Linked DNA regions of Danio rerio: region 2 is linked to region 1. A link is a contact called in public HiCAR-type data. All regions are on one chromosome and are shown on one strand. Each heading gives the region's core, a stretch centred on a gene start, on an enhancer-like site or on the middle of the called end of the contact. The rest is flanking DNA. Distances are from core to core; before and after follow the strand shown. Region 1 has its middle 28 kb from the start of rps24. Region 2 overlaps zmiz1a (zinc finger, MIZ-type containing 1a).

The links. HiCAR-type assays count read pairs that join an accessible place to other places.
Region 2: a HiCAR-type map of caudal fin shows a contact between it and region 1, with 5 times the contacts expected there. The contact joins two enhancer-like sites. A contact is called at or near these places in 6 of 18 Hi-C or Micro-C datasets (caudal fin, embryo and an unstated tissue) and 1 of 4 datasets of contacts at active chromatin or transcription factors (caudal fin).

Annotation. Positions count from the first base shown.
Region 1 is chr13:33,646,466-33,652,820 of GRCz12tu, reverse strand. No RefSeq gene overlaps it. Among named protein-coding and RNA genes, the nearest start is that of rps24, 28 kb to the right of the region's middle. Within about 2 kb of position 2,175, at least 10 of the 62 cell types and tissues checked have an H3K27ac peak or open chromatin away from gene starts, as enhancers often do.
Region 2 is chr13:33,933,734-33,939,783 of GRCz12tu, reverse strand. All of the region lies in intron 4 of zmiz1a (zinc finger, MIZ-type containing 1a), which reads right to left. Among named protein-coding and RNA genes, the nearest start is that of ppifa, 30 kb to the left of the region's middle. Within about 2 kb of position 3,218, at least 11 of the 62 cell types and tissues checked have an H3K27ac peak or open chromatin away from gene starts, as enhancers often do.

The sequences.
Region 1 (6,355 bases), core at 926-3,425:
ATAGGGAATAACGTCCTTTGAAATTGACGATTTTGTTTCATAACTTTGCAGATCGTATTCTTGCTCAAACAGCTATAGAAAAAGTAAAAGGTAGATCTAATATAGATACCAACTTTTTTGTAGCTTAAATTCAAGTTCACTTTCATTTTATGGACAAAAGTGGCACAGAAATTCATCTGTAGTGTTCCAGAAAGTCATCTGTGTTTGTAAACTCATGGTTTATTTTGGGATGACTATCTCGAAGTAAGCATCACAGATTCAAACATGAAATAGAGAAAAATCTAGTGTTGTGCTTTCTGTGAGGTCTCTATAGACTCACATCATGAAGATGCCACACTCTTCAGATGCTTTTGAAGAAACAAGAGTGACCCGTGTGCTTGCCAGCTCATAAATCAGACCCTCATAAATGTTGAATATTGCAATGCTTATGGCAGAGAGTTATGAGACTAGGGTCTGCGGTTCAAATCCCCAAAGCGTTTCATCTACAGCCGATGCTCAAGTCCCGGGCTGGGTGGACAGTGTTCACTGACGCTGTCAGATCCAAGAGCAGGTAAATATGGGCAGTGATGCATTTTAACATTTCAGCATAAATAATTGAATGGTAAGTAAGTAGACACAACTTTTGACCTACCATCTATCTATCTCCATATCTCATGCATATTTAAACTTTGCTCTTTACCATTTAATATACTTTACCGGTCAAAAGTTTGCGATATGTATGATTTAAAAAATGTTTTTAAATATAATTACAATTTAAAATAACTGTTTTGTTCATAAATGTTATTAATTGTATTATTTATTCCTGTGACTTAAAGCTGCTTTATAACGTACACTATCAGACAAAACCCTTGTAAGAGCAACAAGTAATAACTTGATTTCTAGATGATCATTTAGAAAAGTGGCAGAAGGCAGATCTTACAGACGAATCATCTGTTGAACTGCCTCCTATTATCATAAATACTGCAGAAGACCTATTGGAACCCGCATGGACCCAAGTCAGTCAAGTTTGGTGAAGGAAAAATCATGGTTTGGGGTTAAATTCAGTATGAGGCTGTGACAGAGAACTGCAAAGAGGATGGCAACATCAACAGCTTGACCAGCCCAGTCACCAGACATGAACATTATTGAGCATTTCTGGAGTAAGATGAAGGAGGAGGCATTGAAGATGAATCCTAAGAATCTTGATGAACTCTGGGAGTCCTGCAATAACAATCTCTTTGCCATTCAGATGACTTTATTAGACTTATAAAATTATTTAAGACATTGTAGAGATGTATTGATGAAGTCATACAAGCTTATGGGAGTCATTCACAATATTAATTCTTTTTCCACTGCACCATGACTTTATATTCTATACTGTACATTATTTCTGTTAAGTGACAAGACTTTTGCCTCAGCAAAGTCAGACCTTACTGTCCTAATTAAATAGTTAAAAATTAAGGCATGATCATATTTTATTTTGGTAAAACTAAAACAAAGCCATTTTTGATATTAAATGAAGTTATGAAGTCAAGTTATTATTTGTTGTTCCTAAAAATTGGATAGGCGACAAGACTTTTGTCAGGTAGTGTAAAAACTGATGCAGCACCATTTAAACATGCCACTGAAATTGAAAGTAAAGGCATTTATACTGCAAGATAACGTTTTTAGTTCAAATAAATGCTGCTATTTTAAACTCTTTTCATCAGAGAATCTTAAAAAGATAAACGTATCAATTTCCACAAAAATTTGAAGCAGGGAAAAAAATGTCAATATTGATAAATATAAGAATCACTATTAATGATGGATTTTCAATAGTAATTGAACATAATAGAACAGCAAATCAGCATATTATGACTTCTGAACACTGAAGTAATAATTCTGTAAAAACAGCTTTTTAATCACATGAAAACTGTTTAATTGTTTAAATATGTAATAATATTTTATATTCATGATTACATTTACATACACTTACACTAGTGTACACTTAATTAGATTAAAACAAGTCCCTATAAAGCATTGTTGAAATTCATGAACGATGATTTCTGGTTGTGAAATATTTACGAGCGAAGAGTGGCTGTATTAAACACAGGGGCAATGGAGAACAGCTTATGTTGTCTGTGGTCAGTCACTCCAGCAGAAAAGGAACCGTAAGGTCAATGGCTATTGATTTGCTTCCCCCACCCAGCTTGTAAGCAGCAGCTGCGTCTGCTATGAGCATCACTGGCCTCTAATGCTGAACCAGTGGCATCGCTCTGTTCTGATGACGACCAGCAAACACACAGGGGAGACTGGGCTTACTCGTCACATGAGGAGTTTTCACAAGGGTTGTATTTTCTGTTCTGTAACAACTACACACCCCCTGCTCACTGGAAATACGTGCCTCAGCCTACATTTTTTTTGCAATTGGTATAATATATTGCTCTATTTTCTCACTGGCTACATTTTGTTGCATGTTTCAGATAACAAATGCAGTAGAGGGCACTGTTTGCAAATCTGAAATATTGTTATGCGTTTCAAATACAAATCCTTCTTGTGCATGTCAATGAGAAGGAGGAGTTTGTCGTACAGATTGCCTATACCAGCGAATCACTGACATTAACCTCAATAGTATTTTCAAAATACATTTCAGGCAAACTCCGTGAGTACACTGCGATCATGTGGCTTAAACTTTATTTTACATTGCTTTTATCTCTTTTGTGAAACTGTGCTTCATTCAAACCAGAGCATTCTGCATCCCAAGTACAACATACAAGGTGAAGTACTGAGCAAACTGACCACGCTGAAAAAGTTGAACGTATGAAGATAGATAAGGGAGGCAAACATATTCAATCTCAAATCATAGACACTGGCTATTTATTTTGTTGTATCTATTTGGTATGGTAGAAAGAATCACACAAAAATATTATTTCCGTGTTACTATCATTAGTGTGAAAAAGAACAAACATTGTTGGTGTATTAGTTGTAGCATTCGATTTACCTGGAAACTGCAGTCAAACCAAACTGAAGATGGTATTTCCAAAAAGTTATAGAAATGTGTTTTCAGTTGTTGATTTGAAACATCAATTTCTAAAATAATGGGTTGTAAATTGCAATCAAGATTGTGAATCTTTTAAAATAATAGCATAAAATAATGCATTATTTAAAATAACAAATAATATTAAAGTGAAATCAGGTAATATTTTTAAAATAAAATAATAATAATAATAATAATAATAATAATTTTTAGTTATTAAGGTATAAATGTTTAGTTTATATGGCTATGTTTCTATCCAAAGATGCTAATAAAATGTGTGTGTAAAACAGAAATATCGCATAAAAGACAAAGAATAAAGCTGCGTTTCCATCCAACTAGTCAAAGAGAACAGAACCTTCACTTCCTGATTAAATGGCACCAAATATCAAAAGTAAAAACAGAGTTTGCTGCGGCAGGAGAAGCTGAGTAAATCTTTTCTTTATTTAATAAATTACTTGCACCTTAGAAGACAAATGGCGACACGCAGTCAAGGCGTGAGACACGGAGCACAGATGCTCTTGATTCTGGAGGCAATTAATAACATAATAACACTAATACTGAGATGGTAATGCGTTTTAGAATGACCAAAACAACATTTCAGATGTTTTACAATATGCTCAGCCTGCTGATCTGTCTATTTACACACATTTTTATCATCACGTGATTTCTTATAACAAAATCACATGACTTTTTTTAATGAACATACTGGAATTAGTTCTGTACAAGTGTTTCCATTGTAGTTTATGTGCATCATTCGTTACCAAATAAAAAGTTTATCCTACTCAGTTATGCACATTTTTATGCCTGGTTTCAAAGCTTATGGTCACCATGACTTATCTATCAACTTTTTTTATGCACATATATATTCATTTTCTTTTCGGCTTAGTCCCTTTATTAATCGGGCGTCTCCACAGCAGAATCAACCGGCAACTTATCCAGCACGTGTTTTACGCAGCGGATGCCCTTCCAGCCGCAACCCATCTCTGGGAAACATCCACACACACTCATTCACACTCTAACACTACAGACAATTTAGCCTACCCAATTCAGCTGTACCGCATGTCTTTGGACTGTGAGGGAAACCGGAGCACGCGGAGGAAACCTGCAAACTCCACACAGAAACACCAACTGACCCAGCTGAGGTTCGAACCAGCGACCTTCTTGGTGTGAGGGCACAGCACAACCTACTGCACCACTGTGTTGCTGCGCATATCCAAATTCGCATAAAAATAGGTGGATGGAAACATTACGTACACATAATAATATAGCTGTTCTGTGTCAGTTATATCAGTTGACTGTTGAATTTCAAAACTTTTAAGCCAACTGGTGGGGTTAGTAAGTAAATAACCCAACAAAGCACCAAATATTTTAGCCAACTGATTGAGTTAAATAACCCAATAAGAGTTCAAAATAACCACAAAGTACTGTATTAATGTAAACAGTAATATAATGTACACTACTAATCAAAAGATTGGGGCCGGTAACATATATAAATACAGATGCACCAGAAATTATTGGTTTTATTCACTGAGAAATGGATAAAAATATTCATCTTCAAAAGGGGTATACTAGTTTATTTCTATGCTTTTAAATGTAATTTTCAGTAGTCAAGCTCCTCAAAACATTTGCTTTTTAATAATAACCCTACCACCTAATCGGTGGAAATATATAACTTACCCTAGTGTAGTATATAAAAAAATTACAATGGACTGACTAATAATGTGCATAACGAGATTCTGTCTGCCACATTTAATTTCATATGTGAAGACATACTTAACAGATCACACCACATCTTACTCCCCTTTCTTCCACCAAACCAAATTTTTCAATCAAATAAGAACTTCTATTTTCCAAATACATCCTCTAATCCAGCGAATGTGAGATTTTCCAACACTAAAATCAACACGTTAGTGCAAGAATCTGCCTCTCCTCCTGGCAATCGATAGTAAAATTCCTCATTCTGTGCTCGGGTAAGTAAATGGAATTGAAAGTGGGGCAGAGGGTATTAATGCAGAGGGAGGAATATCCATTTTATCACGTCCTCCCTGCAGGCCCTGTTGATAAAAATGACAGCAGGAGCGCATTACTAATTCCACCACTGTCACAGCCCATAGTCACTTACCTTGCAAATGAAGTGCGGTAATGACACCTGCCTGACGGTCAGAACACAGGCTGTACTCTCAGTAATAAAGCCTAATGTTGAAAGAGATCCCAGGATCGCATGGGCTTAGACCTGCAATGACAGCCATGTACAAAACACATCAGTCCCATTTGCAGAGGTCTTTTATGTACGTTCAAAAGATGCACAAACAAAACCACAATCCAGAAAGTCACACAAATGCATACTAGCATGCCACAAATTAGTTGACATACACGGGCTTGTAATGAGAATTAAAATAAAATATACTACTGCTTCATGTTTTATCATCATTATTTCGTCAACCAATAAGCACATACAGTGTTTTTGATGCTCACATGAGAAGTACTAGTAACTAGTTTAACTGGCGCCCCCTCTTGTTAGTTCCCAGTGGGTTGTTGGCGAGAGGCAAATTGCATTATAAATTTGACAAATAAATCATTTATGAGCCAGTGATTTATTGCCCAGCAAAAATAATGACATCCATTACTGGTGAATCATATTTGCTAACACATATTAATATGCTGAAATTACTGAATGAAAGGTCCATTACTGAATTTGCATGAACGCACACCTTATACCATGCATGCGAAATTCATGGCCGAAAGGGCTATTGACATACGACTTGAATTTTTGCAAATGATAGTTTACAAGCAACAAAGCAGCAACCCCCACACCTATGAATTAAACATGGCACAAAAAAGCGGAACATTTAATTGGATCTGAAAGCCAATTCTGAAGCCCTCTTATCTGCACATTTAATGAATTAGATTTTGTGCACAGAGTAATGAAATTATTTCATCTATATTTGATTAAAAACCGGTTGGCATACAAATACAGATTAGCTTGAAAAATACAACATTTTTATAGAGGTTCTCATTCAGGGTTAGGTGAAACACTCACATTTTGACTTCATTAAAATGCATTTAAAATAAGTTCAGGGAACGCTTAAAGTGAACAGTTTACTCAGATATGGAAATATGGAACTGTTGTTATTTGAATCTAAATCATTAAATGAACTATTACAGACATTGCCCTACAGTGGAGATCAAACAACTTACAGTTTCCTAAAATTCAAGGTCACTGCTTAGTCATATTTGAAGCACAGTATTAAATACGTTTGCAAGGTGGCGAGTCATTCTAAAGTGATGTAAACCCTCTGACAATATGCTGTCCAGATCAGGGCCAAAGGTAGACCCTTTCAGCCATAGCAAAAGAAGTTG
Region 2 (6,050 bases), core at 1,969-4,468, 290 kb before region 1:
ATTCACGGTAAAACAACGTTTTTTCCCACATTTATAATATTTTGGAACAGTAAACATGTCAATCTTCATAATTTAAATGAATCATTGACTTCTGTTGTCTGCATTAGTGTCATAAAACTTTATTTACCATTTAAAATGGGACTTTTGGTTATGGAGTGGTAGTGAGAAGACGCTAGTTAATAACCCTCCTATAATTTTGAATATAAATCCTTTAAACTCGCTTAAATATTTAATACATTCTAGGTTATTAAACATGTAAAGACAATTGAAATGGCACCACAAAAGAAGAACTGAACACAAGAAAAGTGAGCTATAACGAGGCTCAAGAAATGTCGCAGGATTCTGATAACACAGACAAAGTAAAAGAGACAGAGGAGCATTATGATAGCGAACCCCTGAAAATAACCCCAGACGAACCCATTACAAGCCATTAATAAAATGGACTAAAGAGTTGTAAATAAAATTTAAGATGTTATGTCAGCAATCAAAAAGATAAAAGAATGCACACAGGAGGCAGAGGAACGCATTTCTGGAGTGGGAGATAAAATCGCTCAACTTAATGCTCCTACAAATTCCGTTGAATCACAAGTTGAAAGTTGATGGACAAGGTTGATAACATGGAAAACAGAAACAGAAAGAACAACCTGAGAATAGTAGGTTTGCTGGAACAAGAAGAGGGAGGCGATGCGTGTGCGTTTTTTTGGAGGCCTGGATTCCAAAAATACTAGAAGTGGGCTCGAGTACAATGCTTGTTATAGAACGTGCACATTGAGTTGGCCCACAACATAAGATGGAAGTTCGGAACACAAGACGTGTTACACCACCAAGAACACTAATAATAAAGGTCCTAAAGTTTAAGCAAAAAGGACAGGTGTTAGGAATGTCCAGGTCCAAGGGGGTGATTTCATACAATTTAAAACGGCATCTTTGAGTATCTTTTCTGCTGGCGATACTGCTGTCCTAAAAAAATAAATAATTAATAATAAAAAAAAAAAAAACGTAAATAAAAAAAAATCTTACAGATACCATTTTGGTGGTTTTAAAACCTTGACTTTTCCAAACCGTTGTATACCTTGAAAATGGTTATCGTCCTATGCCTAGTTACCACCAAACCAAAAATCCCACTGCACTACTAGAAATCATCTGTGAGCACCATAAAGCAAGTTTCTCCAGCAAATGATATAATGCATCCCCTACTCACCAGTAAATCAGCATTAATCCCATTTCTCTTTCATTCCCTGTATTAAAACGCCTCTCTCTGTCTCCGTTTTCCTTTCATCTGTCTCTCCCTTCCCTCATTTAGTTATGCTCGCACTGCCAGACACCTGCTCCAGAAAGGGTTGTGTTGAGTGTTAAGTTGGCTACTGTAGCTCTGTGCTGGCTCTGTGGCAGTGGGCATTTCGGTGGCATGGCTGTGTGTTGGGTCTATGTCAGCGGGCATTTTGGTGGCAAGACTGGCTCAAAGTGGCAAGCGGTGATCCCAGCAGAAAGAGACGAGTATTGACATTGCCCAAGTAAGTCACTAAAATTGAGGTTTGCTTACAACAGACATACTTTTGAATAGTCTAAGGCTTACAGTAGCATTATTTGTGTGCCGTTTATTATCACAACACGGCAGATTTAATATCTGCTGATAAACACAGTGTAAAAAAGTAATTTTAGGGTGAGAGTAAAGACATTAGCAGTGTTTACAAATGAATGGGTTACGGTGTCACATTGTGTTATCTGAACACTAAAAAATTGAATGTTTTCTGAAGAGAAAGGTGAGAAATGCTCTAAATATTATTGTTAAAAAAATCACAGAAAATACACATCTGCAGTCATGACTATACAGCTTAAGTAAACTAAAAGGATCATAAATAGAAAAAGGCATTTAATATTAGGTACATTATGAAATGTAATGTTTGTTTTGTTGTTTGTTTAAAAAAAAATGATGCTGTTAAACATTTTATATGACACCAGTTCACCAAATTGTGACTAAAATTATAAAAAAAATACTATAAATAAGAATTTTTTAAAAAATTATTCAATTAAATAAAAATTTAATTGAAATAAACAAATAAGCACAACAAGCAAACAAACGAAAACTGATAAAGTGAAAACTAACAAAAAAATAAACTACAACGCCAAGATAAAATAAAAATTAATCGGACAAATAAAATGAATCTGAATTCAATACTATGGAATATTGGTTATAAAAACAATACAATGTCCAGATCCGAACACAAGATCGAAAATCGGGCCCGATCAGGCGGTTTCAGACTCGATCGAAATCGCATGTAACCTCCTGATCAGAACTCAAATATATATACGTATTTTAATATTAATATTCTCATACATTTTTTACACATCTATAGTTATGCGGTGTCACAGAGTTTGATCTCTTTCTTGACTTCACACAGAAACTGCAATGCTTGACATCCCTTTGTTGCAGAGACACTATTGGTTAAACGCTGGCAAAGTAGAGCACGGAAGCAGCTTGAAGCGGAGAGCATGAGAATGTCTGCGGTCTGAAGGTGTTATAAAGTTGATGACAACAACATTACCATAGCAAACTGTGAGATATGCAAACTTGGAATTGCTTGCCAGGTATTTTAAGTTGAGGTGCTATTTTTTTATTTTAGATTTTTTATATTTACTGTTGCACTCAAGTCCAAAAATTGATGTTATTTTTTACTCGATTGTTCAAGCTACCTCACAGAAGAGCTCTGTTTGTTAATAGAGTTGTTGAATGTTAAAATAAAGTGAATGAAATAAAAATTAAGGAACATCCTTGATCTGTTTTTTCACTCTTTTTTAATTCTTTTTTGTGTATTATATAAGTATGAGATCAGGTTTCAGTAAATACTCAAAATCAAATGACTCTAACTCTCTCTCTATATATAGATGTGTGTATTTACATATACACAGTACACACAAAATTATGTAAACACAAACACTTATTTGTATGTGATTACCCCTAATTAATTATTTGATGGTACCAGCAACAACTGTAATGGCAAACGAATGTTCTAAGACAATGTTGCCACAAAAAAGCTCTCAGACAGCCACATTTCTTAAAACTGCAAGATGCGTGACTCATATTAGCCATGTTGTGTCATCCCTAAAGGTGCCAGACTGCAGCAGAAAGGATCTGAGGGGACAACAGCCTGTGGCTCTACAGACTTCTGGCAAAACAGAGCAGAGAGACAGACACTATACAAAACCCACCAGCCCAAACCGACCCCCCTTTTTGTCTGCTCTTTGTCTAGAGTAGAAGCTCTCCAAGCAGGTTTAGTGGGCTTTGAATAAGTGACCAGGGTAAATCCCCAAATGATCCAGTGTGTAGGGAACCCAGGTCACCCACGGTTACCCAAATCGCCTCTGAAGTCGCCCAAAAAATGTTTGCCTGCTGATCCTTCTCAGGTTGGCGGTTCATAACTGCCAGCACCCCATTTCTGCCAAACATCTCAGTTTTACTGGCTTCAACGCCTTATTATGAGCTTTTTGATTATGATGTTGCTAATAAAAAGTGGATGCCAGTAAATGGTGGACAGGACAATGGAGTGGCGCCAAGATGGACAGAATCAAGCATAAACGTCCCTGTATAATGGAACAGTCTGTTCCAAAATCCTAGTGAGCTGCCATGCTGGCCAACTTACTTACATAGGCAGCATTCTGACTGAAACAGAATTTCAATTAAGTGGCATAGCTGGGCACACTCCATAGGCATCACTTCTACTACACAAACAGCACTCTGTATAAGAGGCTTTCTACCTTTTTGATGTTAGCATGTTGCTAAGCTAATATGTTCCAATATGTTTTTTCATATTCAGTTTTTTAATAATCATAAAGTCTGCAAGAACCAGAAATTGCTGCAACTTTTATTTCAGTGTACTGATGTATTGTCAACTGAAATAGTGGACTGGGTGGTTAAGAATATAGTGTAAACCAACAGAAAAGTATTCTTTTTTTTTTTTTTTTTTTTTGTAGAAGTACACTCCAAACGCAGAAGCAAATGGTCAGACTTTGATTAATGATTACCAAAACAGAGCAAATTAGCAAATACCAAAACAGATTTATTACTAATTAACAGATTGATTGCATAAAACTGTGCAATAGTAAAATAAACATTCTAATAATCTGATTTCTCATGGACTTTTAGTCCTGAATGGAATATAGGCAGTTAACACTTCAATTTAGGGTGAAGATGTTACACAAAATTGCAATGAATTATGCATAATTACATGTAACTAACCCTAACCATAAAGTAAGTGCATGCAATCAATTAATAATAAGTAACCTAACCATATACCAGACGTACATATTTCTTATTTTGTGCTTTAAAACACTACACCACCTGACAAAAGTCTTGTCGCCTATAAAAGTTTTATGAAAAACAAAAAAACAACTTGATCCTAGTTGATCATTTGCAATCAGTAGTGACTTATATTGAGGGAAAAGGTCTCTAGATTCTGCTTATTTTACCAAAATAAAATATGATCATGTCTTGATTTTTTATGGTTTAATTAGGACACTAAGGTCAGGCTTTGCTGAGACAAAAGTAATCACTTAACAGAAATAATGTACAGTATAGCATATAAAGTCATGGTGCAGTGGAAAAATAATTAATATTGTGCATGACTCCCATGAGCTTGGAGGACTGCATCCCTACATCTCTGCTATGACTCACATAACTTAAGATTAATAAGTCATCTGGAATTACAAAGAAAGCATTCTTGAAGGACTCCCAGAGTTCACTAAGATTCTTTGGATTCATCTTCAATGCCTCCCCCTCCCTCTTACCCCAGATATGCTCAATACAGTTCATATCTGGTGACTGGGCTGACCATTCCAGGAGCACCTTGAACGTCTTTGCTTTCAGGAACTTTGATGTGGAGGCTGAAGTATGAGAAGGAGCACTATCCTGCTGAAGAATTTACCCTCTCCTGTGATTTGTCATCTAATGGGCAACACAAACGTCTTGGTACCTCAGAGGCTGTTAATGTAGCCATCCATCTCTCACACACCCCCATACTGAATGTAACCCCAAACCATGATTTTTTTCTTCACCAAACTTGACTGATTTCTATGAGAATCTTGGGTCTATGTGGGTTCCTATAGGTCTTCTGCAGTATTTGTGATGATTGAGGTGCAGTTCAACAGATTATTCACGGGAAAAATCCACTTTCTGCCACTTTTCCAATGACCAACCAGTCAAGTTTTTATTTGTTGCTCTTAAAACTCAGATTGACGACAATACCTATGTCAGGTAGTGTAGGTACGGTTCATTATGGTTTAAAATAGAACTGATCGGATTTCTTGCCAAAGGCCAAGCCTCAATAAAATAATTACTCAATCTTATGTCCTTCTCATTCACAGAATGCATTGGGTATTTGACTAGCGCAGTCCTCAAAGACTTTAGATTTTAAACCTCATGAGGATGCCTAGAACATAAATGTGGCTGGATTTCATCACACAAGCCATATTTCAAACATCCCTAGAGATGTTTTTTCTCACTCACTCGCTCTCTCTCAATCTGTGAAAGTCTCAGACTGATGCCACAGTGAATTGGCAGAAATGCTGAATGACCTTTTTGGACCACTCGGTGAAAATACACACGCTTGCTGTCCACATGACCATACTGTGTGTGGCCTTCATCCTCACCTCACTGAGACCATCACATCCCCTACCTGACCTCTGAAAAAGCAATAAAACCCAACAGCAAATACTGCCTTTGGGTAACAGAGCTGAAAACTAGAATAACAAATTCATTAATGCATCACTTTAGTCTGTGTAATGAAATAAAAACAGACATAATGGAATATAGCTACGAATTCCATTTGAAGATGCAGATAATCTTTTTATTTAAAAATACGAGGTCTCTTAGCCTATTTTTTTAATATAGATTCTTCCTCAATTCATTCATCTTAAATACTTTAAGCTGATTACACTCACTGAGAAAGATTTGCATTAACAGATTGAAGAACTTCCCAACAGTCTTCATAGACAGATTTGTGTAAAACCACCACACGCAAACCAGAAAACTGCACTCTTGTGATGACTACACG